2 separate regions of the Anser cygnoides genome follow, and region 1 is linked to region 2. A link is a contact called in public Hi-C data. All regions are on one chromosome and are shown on one strand. Each heading gives the region's core, a stretch centred on a gene start, on an enhancer-like site or on the middle of the called end of the contact. The rest is flanking DNA. Distances are from core to core; before and after follow the strand shown.

Region 1 (4,964 bases), core at 911-3,410, 85 kb before region 2:
AAAATACCACCGTAAACCCCACCTCCTGCCCGAGTCCGGGCTGCCCCAGCTCGCTTGCTTTCCCTTTGTAGTACAGAGATTGACTTCTGAAACTGAAAATGGACCCGGAGGTCTTTTCCTAAGCAGGCGTTTGCCATTGTTTCTCATTTCATGCAGCGGGAGCTGGAGCCAGCACCGAATTACCTTGTTCTGTTTCCTCCCCAAACCTTCCTTGTTCTCTCTTTCTCCCAGCCCCTCTGCTCTACGAACTCTGGCCGCGGCCATACCTACACGGTGATGCTGTGTAGCCACAAGCCAGACCCTTAAAAGCTTGCACCGTGGGTCAATGAGTCCCAAGGAAACCCCAGCGTGCGTCACCCAGGGTCGTTCGTGTGAGGACAGCACGTGCTCGCTGTTCTGACGATGCCTCTTTCTCTTTCCAGGAGTAATAACCGGGAAGGGAGGGTGGAGGAGCTTCCAGCCAGAGTTACATCTGTTCTTGGCAAAGGTTGCATGATCCAGATGAAGACTGCAAGCAGCTTTTTTGCAGAAACCCCTTTTCGAGATGACGATTGGCCAAGGAACTTTCTTCATCTCTGGAACAGAAAGGAAACAAAAAGGACGACGATGCTTCTTATTGTTTTTAAGCCAGCCACCTTTTAGTACGTGCAATTTATTTAGCACTTTTCCCTTTGCTTAACTGGGAAATGTTCCCCTCTCAGCTCATGTGTACAGTCGTTTTTTGTTGTTGTTGTTGTTGCTGTTGTGCCAAAGATTTGATGGAGCTTCTACACTGTGTCTTATTTTTGCCTTAACGTTAAATCCTCGAGCCAAAGAGAAGTCAGAGGCGCCGCTCAGATCATGGCGAGTGGGCCGGCCAGCTCTCGGGGAATTTTCGGAAATTTCGGGATCCTTCTGCGAGTCCCCTCTTAGTCCTCCCGTCCTGCAGCCCTGCAGCCAGCCTTCAGTGTGGGAGCGAGCTGGGACACAGCACGTGGGGCTTCAGCCACCAGGTTATCACCTTCCTTGGAGCTGCTCCGTGGTTCTGCCTCTTTGGCGATGGCCCGACCTTCCACGGGGCAGCAATACCGACACGCAGTGAGAGCTGAAGCAGGATCTGTGGTGGTGTTTTTCTAATAAAGAAATAAAATTGAAATAAGTAGAAGCTAAGTGCTATGTAAAGCAATAAAGGAAAATCAGAGGGACGTTCAGCTAGGCAGAGTGAAACGCAGCGAGGCGGTTCAGCGGGCGTTTCGGTTTCATGAAGGCATTGTTTCCATGGGGTTTTCGAGTGGTCAGAAACCCATGTAATGCAAAGGCATTTGAATCCTATACTGTACCTTTCACTTCAAATTGAAGTAAAAAGAAAGAAAAAAATGGAGAAACATTTGCTTGGAGTAAGCAGACTTTATAGGTAAACGCAGTTCGTGTGCAGGACATCTGCTAATGATGGGGGACAGAGCTCTGTGTTCACGTAAAATAACATGGGTTTCCAAACCCAGGAGATGAACGTATTTTGTTTCCAGTAAAGGGAAAGGTTGTTAGCGAGGCTGGGTTCAAATCCCAGTTACAGCAGCGTAAATCAAGCACCAGGGGGGTCTGAAGCTGGCCCGGAGCTGGGAGGGCACCGCCGAGCACCCTCAGGCGAGCCCCTGCTTCGCTCCTCCGCCCGGCGGTGAGGCCGGACTTGAGCTCCTCGAGGCTGCCCGCTGATTTCCCTGCACGAGCCGATGCCCTGAGCAGTGTGCAGGGGAACGTCGAGCGTGCCAAAAACCTGAGCTTGCTTGAGCAGCATCTGGGGTCTGTGGGAGGACCACGGTGACCCCCCCCCCACTCTCTGCGTCCCCTGCCCAAGGCGGGGAGGAGAGAGGTCCCGCTGAGGATGCTCGAGATACCCAGGGCACGCAGGGGACAGCTGTGTCCAGATCCCCAGCTTTTCATTATCCTGCTCACCACCCCCTGCCCTCACCGCTGTTCATTATTAGCAGCCCAATAAAATACATTTTTAGATTGACGTTTGTATTTCTTTCTTAAGCGTGTTTTTTGACCCTTTCTTTCACTTTATACATTAAATACGTCCTTTTGGCTTATAACTGGGAGAGGGGCTGAGTGCACCGACTCGTGCATGGCCACAGGAGCACAAAAAAACACTCTGAGGTGTTTGCACCCACAGCAAGGGGCTGGGTTTAAAGTGCATTTGCTTTCAAGGGCCATGTTCCTCGTGGCACACACAGGCTGTGCAGCGGAGCTAGGGGCTATGGAAACGCTGGGCATTTCTCTCCTCAAGCAGCATCAAATATGCATTAAATTCCTGTAAATTTGAGAAATGCTATGTTTTAATCCTGAGCTCTGCGGTGGCTCTCAGTTTGGGAGAGTTAATGATTATCAGTACAGCAAGGTCTGCAGGGAGAGCCGGTGATACAATACCGCTGATCTTTATTTGCCTTTTTTCCCCCTTTTCAATCGCTGCTGATAGATAAGAAATTTGCTGCAAATGCGTAAGCCACAAGCTGGGCAGCACCGTCAGGCTGTGATTGGGGCTCTAGGTCACGCAATATCGTTTGTCCCTCTGATGAGGGAAACATTAACCCTTCAGATCAGGTTGCTCATTTACACATTCCCAGTTTCACTTCCCTTAATCGTGCCCTGCTATTCACACCCTATCCATTTCCCTCCGGTAAATGTCTCTAGAAGTTAAAAACTGAATTACTTTCCTTGATTTAAGTGAGCAAGGCTCTGCCAGAGGAGACAAGGTGTTTTCTGGCTGGGCTTTGGAGTCCAACTGGGAGGTGAGATAAAGCCAGGGGGCTGGCAATGATCCCCCATAACACTGCCCCGTGTGTCCCAGCCCAGCCCAACTCCACCAACCAGCTCCAAAACCAAGAAGAAGGGTAAATTTTTACCAAAGGATAACAAATATGTTGGTGTTTTCCTTGAAAACCATGGTGGAGATGACGCTCCGTTGTCCTGGCTGGGGTCAGCCGAGGTAGGGAGCTGACCTTGCCTCACTCCTGCCCAGCAAACACGGCAGGTGATCGCTCTCCTCATCCAATAACGTGGTGACGATGTTTGTTAGCATGCTGGAAAAGCAAAACCCTCCGTGTTGTCACCCTCCTGCCAAAGCAGAGCAAAAGCCTTGGCTCCCAGCCTGGGATGCACAGGAGAAGCTGGTGGGTCACCTCTGCCGATATCCTGTGACGTCCAGACCAACTGGGACCCACCATAGGACAGAGCGGTGATGTGTCCCTGAGCAAAGGGGACCCTGAACAAAAGGTGGGGGCTTTCTGATTAAAAAAATCATGTTTCTCCTCCCTGGGACTGCTGAGGTATGGACAGGCTAGACAGGACCAGATCCTGCTCTGACAGCATGAACCTGCAGCAATTCCCCAGAGGCCAGTGGGATGTTTATTTTATTTTATTTTCAGATCCTGAATACCGTATTAAACCAGAACTCATACACCAAGCCAATAACATCCCCCAGACACAAAGCACGGCACCTCGTTGCTGCTCACACCACACCTGCTGCCTCGGCTGACAGCTGCAGTGGGTGAAGGGCAGTGACATTTCCCCTCATTTCTGACCTAAAGGTTTGTGCAGAAGTTCGATGGTGAAGGAGATTCCAAGGGTGAGGACCAAGGAGAAGACCATCTTATGAACATAGCACCACCATCATTCCCCCACTAGGCTTGTTCAAGAAGAACAAGAAGACCATTCACAGAAGCAGCCATGTCTGTGTGCCCCATAAAACCAGATTATTTTTTCATTCAAAGGTTTTCTTTTACTCACAGGTGGTGGGATTTCACCAACATAAATGTTTGGTTGTGTTTTGTTTTTTTTTTTCACATACCTGTGCTCTCATGTCATGCTGCTCCTCACATGCGCACATGCACTTTTATGGGCAGAAGGTTTTCCCATCCTTGTAAAACGTATCCCTGCCCTGAAGTGCTTCCAGCCCTAGCCTGGAGCAGGGACAAGCACGGTCCACCCCTGCCAGGTGTATGGGAAGACGACCAACACAACCGCATTGCACCCCACCAGACCCAACAAGACCCGAGCTGAGTGCCTGCTCTACCACCCATGAACAGGCTGACCTCTCAGTACCCCCGTGGCTGGGAAAAAAATTGTTTTGGCAGGCTGGAGTTGGTCCCCATGGCTCCAGTTCATCGTCGCTGCTCTAGCTGGGGTATTTCCATGCCGAAATAGGATGGCAGACAGACGACGTGGAGACCTCTGCCCAAGCCAAGCTGTCGAAATGCAAGCCAGGTCCCGTCGATAACTACGGAGTGGTGCCTGAATTAATATTCCCTGGTTTTCAGCAGAGCTTTTACTTAATGCTTTCTAACACCTACAGCTGGCTCCCAACCACATGCCCCTGAACATGCCTCAGGGCAGACTCCAGCCTATGGGTTTTTCTCCCTGTATTATCCCTCCGAGGTGCTCTTGAGAGGTGAATAAAATTCCCATCAACTTGGGTGATGCGGAAAAAGGGGGCTTGGCATTGCAAATCCAGGGTCGTGCCATCAGAGGTGCTGATGGGCTGTTGCAGACAGAGCCCAGAAAGCAGGTTAACCCGTCGGTGGAGGAAAGATTTCAGCCTAAACCGTGCAGCAGGTATAAATAGGCAGCTGCTGAAACAGAAGTCATCGCCCGAGCTTTTTGAAATACTGGCATGGAAAAAAAAAGAGGTCTCCGTGGCATCTGCCCTCCACCTAGCTGCCCTCCGGGCTGCAATGATGCACCTTGGGCTGCCAGGATGGCCGTGCCTAAATCAACCCCCTAACCAGCCCAAATCCCCCATAAAGGAACATGCATCAACCCAAATCACCCGTAAAGCCGTACCCACAGGTTTACAGCTGGCCGGGTACCCCGCCGGTGCCATTAACTCACACCACGCTGCTGCTGCCTGATGGATGCCAGCACTAACACCTCTCCCCCACAGGCTACCCGCGTTTGCCAGGGATCAGTGGTCGCCTTTCGGGGAAGGT
Region 2 (5,391 bases), core at 2,206-4,705:
TAAAAGCAGGCTGCATTTTCCACAGTAATTTAAAAAGGTGACGTTTCTCCTGTTGTTACACATAAATTGTATAGCTAGAACAGTGCATCTAATGACATTAGTCATCTGTATAGCTGGAATCTGTCCAATTTACATGGAAGACAAAAGCAAAATCACATAGATATTTATTATCTTCACGTCCTATATGACACTCATGCCTGGAAGATGATGTTGTCTGATACTGTTGATGGAAGATGCTTAACACCAGCACAAAGAAGTTGAAATATATTCCAGAAATGGTTAAGGAGAGAGGCATGGAGAGAGGAATCAACCATAGAAGCCCACACACCTTAGCTATGCTAATAGAGGACCAATTACCAGAAAAATTATGCAGTACGCCTATATCCCGTGGACAGCATGTAAAACTATGGCCTGTCAGTCTTCTTCCAAACAGAGGCAGGAGCCAAGACGTTATTAATCTCAGTGGGAAGATACCATAATATTATTACCATAATAATGCTCTTGACAAAGAATCACACTGTAACAGCAACCATAATGTCCTTAGATTCAAAACCCTTGTAGCACGGGGAAAAAGAAAATCAGTACTACTCTGCTTTCTTTTCAGAAAAGAGGAGTAATATTTTTTTAAAAAAGACTTTTCAATAAAAGGAGACTAAAAGGAATATCTAAAATATTTAAATATTTAAGGGTGGCATGGAGACTGTTTAAAGACGCTGTTCTGGAGGAAGAAGAACTGCACCAGAACAGAGCATTTCTACAAGGCAGACTGTACAACTGAAAGCGTGGTGAGGAACATTACAGGATGAAGATGTCTTCCTTCAACAAGTAGAAGTTGTATCCAAAGTAGGAAAAGAAAGGACTATAAGCTCTGATGGGTTCAATCCCAAAACATGATAAGTCAGAAAAGAAGATTTGGGAGCAACTCAGAAAAGATAGAAAAGATAATAATAATAATAAATCTTTCTCTGAGCAAATCAAAAATCAGGAAGCCTGCCAGAGAGTTTGACCAGTCTGTAAGGCTAATAGATAGCAAAGATGCAGAAGGATCACGTGGCAAAGATACAGCCACAGAATAAATACTAAATGGATTTTTGCGTTTACGAATGGCATGGGTGAACTGGGGCAAATTCCAATACTGGGAAGCTTCTTTAAGGGGAGTGATTGGAAGACGTGTCTCAAGGTGAAGTGTAACTAGAAAAGAGGGTGGAATGTTTGAAAACTGAACAGTAGCAGACTGCTGAGGCCAGGTGGCGTTCAGCCAGGAGTTTTCAAGCAGCTCAGAGATGAGGAAGAGCAGGTACTAACTTCTATCTCTAACTTCTCACTTAAAACTACCTCGGCATCACAGGGCACTGAAAGGTTGCTCATGGGACATCAGGTTATTGAAGGGATTTCAGTGAGGATTTTGGAAACTGTTGAACCAGAAGCCTGACATCCTTACTAGACAAATAAGTAAAAATTATGCTGAAGAACGGAAGAAACTTAGTGAACACATGAAGAGGACACATTAGGGGAAGTCAGTATAGCTTTGGTAGAGAAAATTAGTGTCTCACAGCAAGCTCATGGACCAGGAGAGATTCAATGAACTGCTTCTGAGGAAAAGCACTCAGTAAGATCCTGAAAGGAACTTTTAAAAAAAATAGGTTGCTAAGGGTTATGAGATATGGACAAATAACCGATAGAAATAGAGGTGAATAGTGACTTACAAAACATGCTGATGATACTTAAGCTCTGCATGGTAGGGCTAATTGTGAAGAGCTGCGAATAACTGTATTGATTCAGGGACTAAACGGCAGGTGAAATTCAAATCAGATAAATATGAAAGGGTAATGTATGAGAAAAAATAATCCTGGCTTTATATATATATATATACTGAGGAGCTTTGAGTTGACTTTTACCACTGAGGAAAAAAAATTGTGAGGTAACAAGAGGTGATGCTGTGATAACCTCAGCTCAGGGCTCAGGAGTGATCAAAATATAAATTGAGAATTGTTACAATTGTGTTAAAAAATATTAGGAGAGAAAGAGAGATCAAACCAGAAAGAATAGTTTTATGCAACGTCATTGTATAAATCCCTGATGCACCTATGTCTTGAATTCCTTGCGCAGGTGTAGTACCCCTTCTCAGAAATAATATTGTAGAACTGGAAAAGACTCAAGACATTTAACAGAATGATCAGAAATAGCAGGAGGGCTTCCAGGTGGGGCATGGCTAACTCGACTGGGTCTCTTCAGTCTGCAGCTGTGGGGTAAGATCACAGCCTATAACATTTTCAGTGGTCCAAATAAGGAGCAGGAATCGGGATTGTTCTCTAGCTTATCAAGTACAAGAACTGGGGTACATCAAATGAAAGCAGACCTTCGAAGGCTCAAAACAAACAAAAGGAGATAATTCTTCACATAGCCTCTAGTTAAGCTATCGGTTGTTGTTGCTTTAGGATATCGTAGATACCAAAACTTTACACGGGCTTTAAAAGAAACTGAAAAATCATCAAAGACTCTTGCTCTAGCTCAGCAAGTTCCTGACTGGCAAGTTGCTAGAGCTGGGAAAGTATCTGGGGGGAAATACAGAACGTGCTTGCCCTGTTCTTACACTCTTCCCATTCACACACTATCAGCCACTGACAGAAGGTGGCTGGGCTAGATGTCGCTTTGATCTGACCCAGTTTTTACGGTCAGTAAAAAGTATCAGTAAAGTATCAGTAAAAGTATCTTAAAAAGTATCAGTAAAAGTATCTTACCCAGTTTTTACATTTTAACGATTATTTTAACAGTCAGCCTCAGAATATTGCTTCCCAGCCCTGAGACACCCGGCTGCTATAATCTTCCCAAGCATTTTTTTTTCTTCTGCAGCTCCTTTTTGTCTTTGCCTTGATCCCTTCACCATTTCCTGTACCTCGGTATTATATTTAAGGACACTTACATTTTCAGCACTCCACGCTATTTTGAAAAAAAAAAAAATCTCATTAAAAGTGTTTAATGTGTTCTTCCCAGAAGCATTAAAAACAAATTAATGCACACAGATGTACTGCCTTTCCCACTTTCAGGGAAGACAGGTTGTCAGTGCAATCCTAAATAGAGCATGAAAGAACGGGGCAGTGTTTTGTACGGTGTGCTCTTCTGGGGAAAAGAAACAACACTGTATTGCAGCCAAGTCAGTTGTCAAAATGGGTAGATACGAAGCAGTTCGTTATTCCTCAAACACCCAAGCTGGCATTGTGAACTGAAGGGGAACAGGACAGAAACATTCATGCTTTCCACTTTGACTGGTGCAGACAGGCTTGGGACTATTGGTGTAAAGGAGTTTTAATACAAATATGTAACTTATAATGATGGTAGACCAGTTACAATCTGTAACCTTTTGCACTTTTTTCCTCGAAGAAAATATTTTCGTCCAGTTCATATCATTGTAAGTCTATTAATAATTGTACAAAGCCTTAACAGCAGAGATTGTAATGTATATATTAATAATGCATTTGCAGAGAAAAATATATTAATGCTTTCCTGAATGCTCAATTAAGCAATTACCTAATGCCACAAAACATTAGTGATAGAGAGCAAGTATAACCTTAAATCATTTTATGAGACTGCAGTTGTCTGAGAGTAGTTTTGAAGAGCATGTGGGGAAAAGTAATCCGGGAGGAGAAGAGCGCCCAGCCTGCTGTGCCAAACAGCCCTGGGAGGCTGTAACAAGGCGAGCCCCATGGCTCAGCTAGCCGGGAGGCGTATCTTGGCCACAGGGCTGTCTGCAGACTGCCGCTCCAGAGAAGATAAAATGCTATCACACCAGCCTGAGCCAGGAGGAAGACTCTTCTGGCTTCTTTCGTCCCCCTCTTCCTCCCCTGCCCCAGACCTTCATGGAAACTTCTACCAGGATGGCACGTTAAAATGGAACTTTTAATCTTTAACACCCAATAAAAATCACTGGTACCATTTATTTTTCCTGCATTTTGTTTAGGCGGATTAGCAGTTTTCTTCGGAGTTAAGTATTAGCACTTATCAGTCGCTGGTTTAAATTCCAACATTGTGGTTTTGATTAGCCTGTTTACTTAGCGTATCTCCCGTAACCTTTGGCGTCTCTCTGAGGAGGGAACGTAATAAAAGGTTGTTTCTCTGGAAGTACATATATGCCACACACCACACTATTTCTGTGCCATTCTTTATCAGTTAAGCAAACATTCCCTTTTGTAAATAAGCTACTCTGCAGATATACTTAAATTACATACATTGGGAACATAGGGCAATTCATATGAGATGGGCCCTCAGGAGATCGCTTCTCCAAACTTCTGCTCCAGCGTCAGCTCTGAGGTCAGACCAGGTTGCTCAAGACGTTACCCAGTCAGGCCTTGAAAATGTCAAAGAACGGAGTTTTTACAACATCTCTGGGCAACCTGCCCTGCTATTTGACTCTCGTCACGGTGAGAAAGGGTTTCCTTATATCTAGTCAGAAGGTTTCATGTTCCAATTAATCAACGTCTCTTCATTCCCCCTCCATGCACCTCAGTGAAGATCCTGGCTCCATCTTCTCAAGTTTTGCCCAGGAGAGCTGCTCCCCACCTGGTCTTTCCCCAGCCTGTGTCATTGCCAGGCGTGCTTCCTTCCCCAGCGGCAGGGCTTTGCACAAGTTCTTGTGGGATTTCATAAAGCTTCTGTTGACTCTTAAAGGTTCCCCTCCAGTGTTGTAGGTCTTTCTGAGCGGCAGCCCTGCCCTCAGTAATATGGGCTGGTCCTCCCGGCCTTGTGTCTCCTGCAGGCCTGATGAGAGAGCACTCTGTCACCTCCTCCAGGTCACGGATAACACGGATAATGTTAAACAGGATGGGTCCCAGGATAGACCCCCGCATTACCCCATCTGTTAGCAACCACCAGGAGCACACGTCTTCAGCCACCCTCTGACCCTGATCATCCAACCAAGTCTTCAGCCATCCCGTTGCCCCCCAATCCAGACCATAACATCTTAACTTGGATACAAGAATATCATTAGAGATGCTGTTGAAAGCAAGCTGAAGTCAAAGTAAGTGGGATCTGCTGCTCTCCCCTCATCCACAAATCCAGTCATTTTATTTCAGAAGGGAATCAGGTTGATCAGGCATGATTTACTCTTGGTAAATCCAGACCTTTTGCTAGACCTTTCTCCTTCAGGTGTCCAGAAACACGCTCCATGAGGCCATGCTCCATGATTTTCTCAGGGTCTGAAGTGAGACTGACCCAGTTGTTTTCCCCAGGTTGATTCTTTAGCCTTTTTTGAAAACAGGTTTGGCATTTGCCTTTTCCAGTTGCCCACCAACCTCCATGCCCTTTTGAAGATTATGGAGTGGCCTTGCAAGAACGTTCTCAGCACCGTGGACACAGCCTCTCAGGTCCCGTGGACCTGTGTGCGTCAGGTTCTCT

What was found. A called contact is a pair of places that touch in the nucleus more often than the background predicts.
Region 1: a Hi-C map of liver shows a contact between it and region 2, with 3 times the contacts expected there. The contact joins two enhancer-like sites. A contact is called at or near these places in 2 of 7 Hi-C or Micro-C datasets (both in liver).

Annotation. Positions count from the first base shown.
Region 1 is chr4:6,462,412-6,467,375 of Taihu_goose_T2T_genome, reverse strand. It overlaps ATOH8 (atonal bHLH transcription factor 8), which reads left to right. Exons shown (of 3, transcript XM_048047474.2): 3 at 423-1,993. The coding sequence ends at 428. Among named protein-coding and RNA genes, the nearest start is that of ATOH8, 22 kb to the left of the region's middle. Within about 2 kb of position 2,160, at least 2 of the 3 cell types and tissues checked have open chromatin away from gene starts, as enhancers often do. A contact at or near this core is called in liver, where this site is marked.
Region 2 is chr4:6,378,540-6,383,930 of Taihu_goose_T2T_genome, reverse strand. No RefSeq gene overlaps it. Among named protein-coding and RNA genes, the nearest start is that of ST3GAL5, 5.5 kb to the left of the region's middle. Within about 2 kb of position 3,455, at least 2 of the 3 cell types and tissues checked have open chromatin away from gene starts, as enhancers often do. A contact at or near this core is called in liver, where this site is marked.